2 separate regions of the Mus musculus genome follow, and region 1 is linked to region 2. The links are chromatin contacts, called in public HiChIP or PLAC-seq maps. All regions are on one chromosome and are shown on one strand. The core of a region is the stretch at or near the end of the contact, and the rest is flanking DNA. Distances in the headings are between cores, read along the strand shown. Region 1 has its middle 11 kb from the start of 4930565D16Rik. Region 2 holds the start of Fhdc1 (FH2 domain containing 1).

Region 1 (4,590 bases), core at 1,270-3,769, 88 kb before region 2:
TCCAAGCAGGCACCTTGCTAAACAAGATCTCCAAATGGCCAATGGCACATAAAAGTCACTTAGCACACTATTCATCAGGAGGTACAAATTAAAATAACAATGAAATACGATTATACGCCCACCCAAATGACTAAAATTAAGAGTAACAAGAGGAAGTGTTGACAACCACATTGAGTAATAGTCCACTCATACCTTACTGGTGGGAGTGTAAGTTAGTACAGCCTTTTGGAACACTGTTTCGCAATATCTACTAAGGCTAACCGGTGTGCCCTGGGAGCTGTCAATTTGTGTTGCTGGGTATACAGTTTCCTGCTCGGTACACAGCTCAGAGAAGTGAGTGTACAAAAACCATGTACACCAATGTCTGGAAAAAGTTACTTCCAAGCAGCGCCAAGCTGTAAACTGCCCAAATGCCTATCAGTAGTGAAATTGAAAATGGAAAATTCATGCACTTGACTAACATACAGCAATTGAAACTCACTGCTACCCACAACTCAAAGGCCTGCAGAGACATGTACTAAGTCACAACATATGACTAACAAGTGTGTATTACATGGTTCTACTCTTGTGGTTTTAAAAGCAGGAAAAAAAAAAACCTAACCCATGTTGATTAAGTTATTAAAGTTGTGTGTGAGGTGACCTTGATGTTAACAGAGAAGGAACCGCGGGGAGCTTGTGGAATGCTGGAAATGGTTTGTATCTCAACCCGAGCTGTAAGATGGTGTACATAGCTCATGTGTGTGAATGGAGATATGTGTGCATGTGTGTAGCATGTGTGTGCATGTGAGTGAGGAGTACAAAATCTCACTGGGCTATGTTATTGAAATCTGTGTATCTCATAAAACATCTTACACAGAACTATGATAAACATTTTAGACAAATCTTTGAGACAGGAAATTTAAAAACAAAAGTATTCTTTTGGTTTCTGTTTATTTGTGTGCTGGTTAGGTTTTTTTTCTTTGTTTTGTTTTGTTTTGTCAACTTGACACAAGTTAGACTCGTGTGGGAAGAGTGAACTTCAGTTGAGAAAATGCTTCCATTGGCTTGGCCCGTGGGTAAGACGTCTTGGTTAGCAGTTGCTATGGGGTACTCAGCAGGGCCTAGCCACAGTAAGCGGTGCTGTCTGGGGAGGTGGTCCTGGGTTGTACAGGAGACTGAGTGAGCTGCCAGTGAGCAGCTTTCTCCACAGCCCTGGCTTCAGTTCCACCTCCAGGTTCCTGCCTTGAGTTTCTGGCCTCCTTTGTCCGAGTCATGGAGTGTGCTGTGCAAGTGTAAGGCAAATAACCCTTTCCTTCCCAAGTTGCTTTTAGTTAGAAGGTTTATCACAATAAAAAGCAAACTAGAACTGTTTGGTTTTTAGATGTGGTCTCACTGTAGCTCTGGCTGGCCTGGAACTTGTTGCATAGACCAGGGTGTCCTGGAACTCACAGAGGTTGCCTGCTTCTGCTTCTTGAGTGCTTAGATTAAAGGAATGCACTACCACACCTGGAAAAAAACAAAACAAAACAAAACAAAAAAAAAAAACAAAAACAGAAACAAAACAAAACAAAACAAAAAAATCAAGAACCAACCAAAACTCCACAATTCTTTGAGCTAGGAATCTGTCTCAGTTCTGTCAATACACAGGAACTTATAGGAGAAAGAATGGAGAAATTTTTCTAGGGAAATGTATATGTGTGGGGAGGGATGGGGTGGGGCTTAAAAATGCAGCTATATGCATGTAACTTTCAGTTTCATGCATGTAACTTTTAGCTTTATCTATGTAATTTTAGCTTTATGTATGTAACTTTCAGCTTCGTGTGTGTGTGTGTGTGTGTGTGTGTGTGTGTGTGTGTGTGTGTGTACACATCATCTTGGGCAATTGTCTTCACAGGCACAGAGCCACAGTTTGCAGAGGCCATGTCCGAGGTGCTCTGCAGCAACAGTAGCAGTGTTTACAAGGTAAAATGCCACCCAGCACAGTGAGGGTTGGGCCAAAGACATGACCAAATTCCACGGAGTTTCCAAGTGGGGTGGGAGCCTGTGGGGATCAGGAGGCGGCGAGCATCTTGTCTAAGATTGATGCTCACTACTTCACTCATTATTGGAGCCAAGCTGGTGGTCAGGGGCATCAGTGGGCAGACTGAGGGAGTCTGGTGAGAGAGCCATGCAACTTGGAACAACATACATTTAAGCTACAGATTAAGGAAAAGAAATACAGTAAGACAGTGCCATGGAAGGCATTGAACTTTTCAGATCAGCTGGAGAAACATACATACATCAGCAAGGATGCTAATTACATATGATGGCCTGGGCTGCCAGTGGGCATTGTAAGGATCCACACTGGACCCATGGCTGGGATCTCCCCTGGCTACTACCACAGGGAGTCCTCACAGCATCCTAAGGGGCGGGGCTGTGAGTCATCACCACGCTCACCATAACCATAATTATCAATAGCTAACTGAGCACAGTTTGACACACATTCCCTATCGAACGTGCAATAGTTCTCCATGCAGGAAGTAGTACTATTATTATCCTCATTACACAGAAGAGGAAGTGCAGACTTAAAGAAGTGAAGTAATTTGTTCTAGGTCAAGGCATCTAGGAACACCAGTGCTGCCAACTGATTGTAGGTCTCTGATTTGTCATCCCAATCCATTCCCCGGAGTTGGTCCAGAACTTGGGAGGTGTGGCTACTGGGGTGGCTGCAGGGTCAGGATTGGGGACTGGAAGAGGGCAAGGACAAGTTCCTGGGCTTTATTATAAGCACTGTGTGAGTCAGCTTTCTGTTACTGTAACAAAGTGCCTGAGGCAATCAGAGAGAAAAAGGTTTATTTTGGCTCACAGTTCTCCACATTTCAGTCCCTGGTCATTTCCCTGACTGCATTTGGGTCTCTGCAGTGAGGCAGTAAATCATAGTGGGAGCCCAGGGTAGAGGAAGCAGAGAAACTACAAGGACTACAGTTCTAACACCCAGTGTGCCCCTGGACACACACTCACCAAAAAAAGTAAAAATAACCAAGAATTGAAATTACAGTACAATTTTCAAAAAATTCATTATTTTTTAAAATCCATTATTTTTGTTTGAGGTTCACAGCAAAACTGGGAGAAGGTATATCCCCCACATTTCTCCTGTTCCCACAAACGCACACCTTCCCCATCAACATCTCCTGTGGGACTGTATATCTGTTACAATTAAGGGACCCAGGTTGAGATGTTGTTACCACTCAGTTGAAATGTTGTTACCACTTTTTAAGGCTTACTTTTGGTGTTGAGGTTTGGACATTGTGATATCTGTCGTGCATGGTGGCTTTGCTGTCTGCACTCCCTGTGATCTGCTCATGCTCCCTCTTTCCTGTCCAGCCCTAACACCCACAGGTTCACTGACATCCTCATGATTTTGTCACGTGCAAAATGTCAGCTCACTGAAGTCACGGGCGATTGCAGCATGTAAATCCTGTGATGGCTGCTTTCCCTGAGTGTGCTCGGAAGTCTCTGTGTCCTTTCATGTTATAAAAACCTCATATCTTGTGACATTTGAAGAGCCATCCATCATCTGGGCGTACCAAAGTTTCTTTCACCATCTACCTATCAGAGAACGTCATGGCTGCTGCCACATTTTGACAACTGCAAATAGAGCCCTGTAAATGTCACATGCAGGTTTCGGTGTAAACTTAAGTCTTCAGTTACTTTGGGTGAAAACTAAGGTGTGTGATTTCCAGATCATTCGATGAGAATATGTTTACTTATTTATTTTTCTTTTTAAAGAATCTGTCAGACTGCCTTCCGAAGCAGTTCTACCATTTCACATTCCTGCTTATTCTGTGGCCCCTTTGGCTTGCTTGCTGGGGCCTGCACATGTTTATTGAAATAATGGTGCTTAGCTGGGCATGGTGGTACATGCCTGCAATCACGGCGCTTGGGTGAGGACTAAGAGTGGAAGCAAGAGGATCAGTTAAAGGACAGCCTCAGCTACATAGCAAGTTTGAGGCCAGCCTGGGCTACATGAGAACAAACAACAGCAGCAAACCCGTTTTCACAACCCTACAGTAATGAATGATAAAGATGTCGCTCAGTATCCTTGTCAATGTCCAATGTTGTCAGCGTTCTAACAGGCATGCAGTGGCATCTTGCTGATTTAATTTTTCTTTCCCTGATGACATATGACTATGAAGTCTCTTTTCATCTGCTCACTCGCCCTCGGAATATCTTCTCTGGGGAGGCCTCTGTTCAAGTCCTTTTTTCATTGTGTTGTTTGTTTTCTTACTGCTCAGTTTCAAGATGTCCTCATGTACTTTGGATGTTCGTCCTTTGTCACGTTTGTCTTTTGCCAACGTTTCTCCCAGCTGAGCTCTGACCTTCCACCCTCCTCCAGTGCAGCTGGAGAATGTGTGCCTCTAACAGCAGATACGTACCCTTAGCCTTCTGTTAAAGTGAAGGCAGGAGACGGCAAAACTCGGTGATTTAACTTGTTGGGTTTGTTTCTTTGCATTTTCTTGTCATTGGTGCAACCCATTCTAAGGTACTTCAGAGCTGTGAAGGTGCTCCAGTCCAAAGACTCTCCTGGATGAGCAAGAACCCAAGAAGGGAAGCAAGTAGACCCCAAAGGTC
Region 2 (4,255 bases), core at 758-3,257:
CTGGGCAAGGGGATAGAAAAGAGGGTAAACTAAAAACTGGTCTGGAAAGTAAGACTTCACTCTGTTTCTGGTGCTTACAGTAGGCGTAGCCTTAACCCCTCAGTGCCTTTGTAGAAATACTAAATGAAGAAACTGAATCATCAAAGGTAGTGGGATATCCCCAGTCACTGTCTTCTCACACCCACACCCCAAAGGACTAAGACTTTTGTTTTTTGAGTACTGTGCTGTGCACAGTAGAAGTACCAGATAAGAGCTAGCAGAAGTTAAGAAGAGACACACATGAACTTGCATTGATATGATTCTATGACTCTTGCCCAGCCTGAGAGAAGAAAGTCACTTTAAGGAGTTAAAGGAACAAAGGGGGATGTAGCTTTCTGTCCCTGGTCCCTTTCTCTGGCAACCCCCTCCCATAATTGTTAAAGATCCTAGCTCTACCTAGAGAGTTGGCTCACCAGCAAGAGCTTTTGTTCCTGTTGCATCCTTACTACTAACACTAGGCAGGGTTACCAACGTTAAAGAGGTGGTAAGAAAAGAAGGGCACAGATGGCATCCCATCTCTTTACAGTCACACGTGGTATTAAAGTTGAGGACTCGGAAAAAAAAATAATTCTACCATACTTTCCATAATAGAGATGACTCCACACAATCTCAAAGACACCGAGAGAAATGCAGGTGATGCAAACACCCCGACACATGACATGGTCCCCTGCCTCTCACAGTTGGCAGTTGGCAGCAGAGACAATGGAATCAGCCCCGATTCTGTCTGGGAACCTTCAACTATCCCATCAATCTCCCTAAGACAAACACAGGCAGGCTTGTATTTAACGTCTCCCCTACAGCGAGGAGGCCGTTAAATGCAGAGCTGTCACCAATAGGCTTTCTGATGACAGAACCCATCTTCAAGTCTGCTGAGTGATAACCACCACCGGTCATCAGAGGTGGGGTTACTGTCCCTCCCGCTGGGGATGCTGCTCTGCTGCTCAGCTCAGCATCTTTTAACTCCAATTTCAGTGAGGGATGCTATGATCAAGAACTTAACCTTCAGCGTATGATCAGCCAGCACACAGGGTTAGAATAAGACCATTCCTAAGGGTTCCTGGAAGAGCTGTGTGGCCCCTAGCTCTAACCAGAGCTTTCTCAAAGGAGGGTCTGCACGCTCTGTTCAACAGTAATAAAAAGTGACACAGAGCCAGATGGCTTTCCTCTTGCCTCTTGACATGTGTCACAGATGAGCCTGAGCTGGGAGTGCAGCCCGTCCACCTGAGGAACTGAGGAAGAGGCTAAGCTACATACACAGTATTCTTAGTTGGGAAAAGAGAGAGAGGGCTGGGGGAAGTTCCCGCCTTTCGTTAATACTATTCTCTTCTCTCTACTCACTCCTTAAGGAACATCTCTCCACCTCGACCTGTCTTTTCAAACCCTTTCTTGATCAAGAAATACAGTCAGTTTGCGAGCAGCAGTCTTACCTGGCCCTTCAGCCGGCCTAGAGTACCCACGACGGCAGGTTTAATCTGTCACGTCACATAAACAAACATTCACAGCTGCCTGTTTCTGATAGCACATTTCCAGTCTCTTCTCCCCTAGTTCCCAAACCAGGAAGAATAGGCCCAGGAGAGCCGAAGGATGCTCTCGGAGAGACAGAAGCTCCAGGAAGACAACGGGGACTAAAGAGGGTGCTCGCAGGGTGTCCAACTCAAAGTAGAATTTCTTTAAACACTAGCTCCAGGTCTTTATGAAACTCGCCCGGAACAGGGGAGGGAGGGAGCACCCAGAAAGATTTCTTTCCAGTCAGGATGGACGAAGTCCCAAGTCTTGCCCACTACCTCTTTCGGTCTCTAGCCCCTCGCTTTGGCGAATCCACTCACCAAAAGGCCCTTGGCTCCGCCGGCTCCCGAGGCGCTTAGCCCAAGCCCCCCGAGGCTACCAGCGTCCCGCAGCTGCGCAGCCCAGGATCCCGGGACAGCAGACGAGCTTCGAATGGGCGGTCCCCGCACTAGCTCAGAGGCCGCCTTATCTGGGCCGGGAAGGCGCGCGTCCGCGGCGAAGAGACGCCCACACGCGCCACGCAGGATCCCTAGCAGGGACAGTAGGGACAACCCTCCCGGGAAAGGATGGACTCTCAGCTTCCATGAGTGCCCCGCACTCTCCAGTCTCGGACCATCTCAGAGGCCATGGAGGCCAGCCGCGAAACCCCTGGGGCTTCTTCTGTGCCTATCCGACCGGGGGTGGCTCGTCCTGTCCAAGCTTCCCCGCCCAAACCGGGGTCCCAGCTCTCTATGGAGCTCGTGGTTCACGGAACAGTGGCCGCCAGCCGCTTGGACCACCGCTGCGGCGATACCGTGTAGTCCCCAGCGTGGGCTCCTGGGAGAAGGGCTCTCGGCCGCACTGCGGTTTTGCACCGAGAGAGGGGGAATGAACCCGCGACAGAAACGCAAAAAGGAGTCTCTGGGGCTGGGGAACCGTCACGCTCGGGGACCATGGGTGACTGCCAACCCGCCACTCCACAAGCGCCGACGCCACTTCGGAGGTGAACTTCCAGGGAGGTGTGCAGTCATTGGAAGTCTACCCCCACATCACTATAGCAGGAGCGAGTCCTCGCTAAAAGGGACTTCTGTGACCTGCGCGACCCGCATAAGTGCCACGAAAGCTAATCAAACCTCCGAGGTCCCACCCGCGGACAGCGCTACACCGAGCTCAGGGTCCGATGCCGAGCCAGTCGGGCGCATATGCGCCTCGGGGCACAGGGCCTGCGCTCCAGGATCAGGTCCCCGGAATCCGGAACAGAGCTCGCGCTTCACCGCATCCTCCCCGCGCCGCTGCTCAGCCCAGCATCCCGAACCCAGCCTGGCAGCCCGGGCCCTAGCTCCCGTCGTCCCGCACTCACCGCGCCCCCGCTCCCGGCGCCCGCGCAGCCTCCGCCCGCTGTCCCGGCGCCGCCGTCTCTCCGCAGGACTGCAGGCCGGGGACGGTGAGGGGGCAGGGCGGTGCGGAGGGGCGGGGCCGCTGCAGGTAACAATGCTGCCTACCCGGCTGCTCCTCCAGCCGGCCGCAAAGGACAGCACGCCCTTTCCTGCTCTGCTGCTTCCCTCGCTCCCCCTTCAACCCGAACAGCACCGCCACTGAGCTCGCCCTCGCCAGCTCCGGGCTCCCGAGACTCGAAAGCCGCCGCCCAGCACGCTGCTCCTGGCACCTGAAGACCAGCTCGGGGCTGGGCGGGCAACCACAGAGGACGATGGAAATTGCTGCAGGGAAAAGATGAGCCTTGGTGTCCTAATGGAGCGAAGTGGGAGGCGCCACGGTCGCTACTGAGCAGGTCACCGCCTTCCACAAAAGGAACCTCTGCGGCAGTCTCCTGGACACCCTATCCCGCGCACACGCAAGAACACCCCACGCACATTCGTAGGCACGCATGCACCTTTATATCACACACACACATTCACACACCTCCGCTCCACTCCACAGCTTCTCTTTGGAGCTTAGCGCTTCTCAGGAGGTCCAGAGCGGTGTAGAGGTCTGATCCCCTGTGGAGCACGTCTCTTCTCCCACTTGTTTTCCCACCCTTTCTTTCCCCTTCCCTCCCTTCCCCTTCCTCTCCTTTATTTTCTTTTGTCTCAATGATGGTAACAAACTTTTGAGCTTTATTAAAGAAGAAGAAAAAAAAAAAAGCCTAGCAGAACTGAATGAAGGGGCTCTGTCTGGGAACTGGGAAAGAGCCCGCCCACTCACTGAAGGAAACAGGGAAGTCAGTCTAATCGCATAAATTTTTTTTTTTTTTTCAAAGTGACTTGCGAAGACGCCAGGCAGAGAGCGAAGTGAGTAGTCAAAGAAAACTTACTCTGGACAAACCGGCTGCTGGCACCTCAGCTGCCGGGGTGGGGAAGCGCCCTCTGCGGGAATGAAGTCATCCTACCCTTTTCTGGGTGCGCCCAGATAACCGACCAGAGCTTTCCTTTCCCAAGCTCTGGGGTCTAAGGACTTCCAGACACTCCACCAGGTCCTCAAGTCCTGGGCATCATTCCTCGCCTCCTTCTGCGGGTCTTGCATAGGAAAAGAGAAGTACTAGTCCAAACCAGCCCAGTATTCAAGACCCCAAAACTGTGGCAGCCTATATCTTGGTTCTTTGGCCATTAATATAGTTCACAACCCACAAACACTGAAAATATCAAGGCAGGTCTCAGGCTGGGAGCACAAGTTAGTTCAAATGAATATTGATCGGTACTCAGGTAAAAGAGTATTGAGTATTCAGTGTGAGCAT

The links. HiChIP or PLAC-seq counts read pairs in DNA pulled down with a chosen protein or histone mark.
Region 1: an H3K4me3 HiChIP or PLAC-seq map of bone marrow-derived macrophages shows a contact between it and region 2, with 2.3 times the contacts expected there. The contact joins the enhancer-like site here to the promoter of Fhdc1 in region 2. A contact is called at or near these places in 5 of 39 promoter capture datasets (3T3-L1-derived adipocytes, fetal liver, liver and 1 more), 2 of 484 Hi-C or Micro-C datasets (Th1 cells and muscle stem cells), 5 of 115 datasets of contacts at active chromatin or transcription factors (CD8 T cells, bone marrow-derived macrophages, embryonic forebrain and 2 more) and 2 of 9 other capture datasets (adipose tissue and macrophages).

What each region holds. Positions count from the first base shown.
Region 1 is chr3:84,388,487-84,393,076 of GRCm38.p6, forward strand. No RefSeq gene overlaps it. Among named protein-coding and RNA genes, the nearest start is that of 4930565D16Rik, 11 kb to the left of the region's middle. Within about 2 kb of position 2,520, at least 8 of the 459 cell types and tissues checked have an H3K27ac peak or open chromatin away from gene starts, as enhancers often do. A contact at or near this core is called in bone marrow-derived macrophages, where this site is marked.
Region 2 is chr3:84,477,484-84,481,738 of GRCm38.p6, forward strand. Fhdc1 (FH2 domain containing 1) reads right to left here and starts at 2,008. Exons shown (of 12, transcript NM_001205355.1): 1 at 1,866-2,008.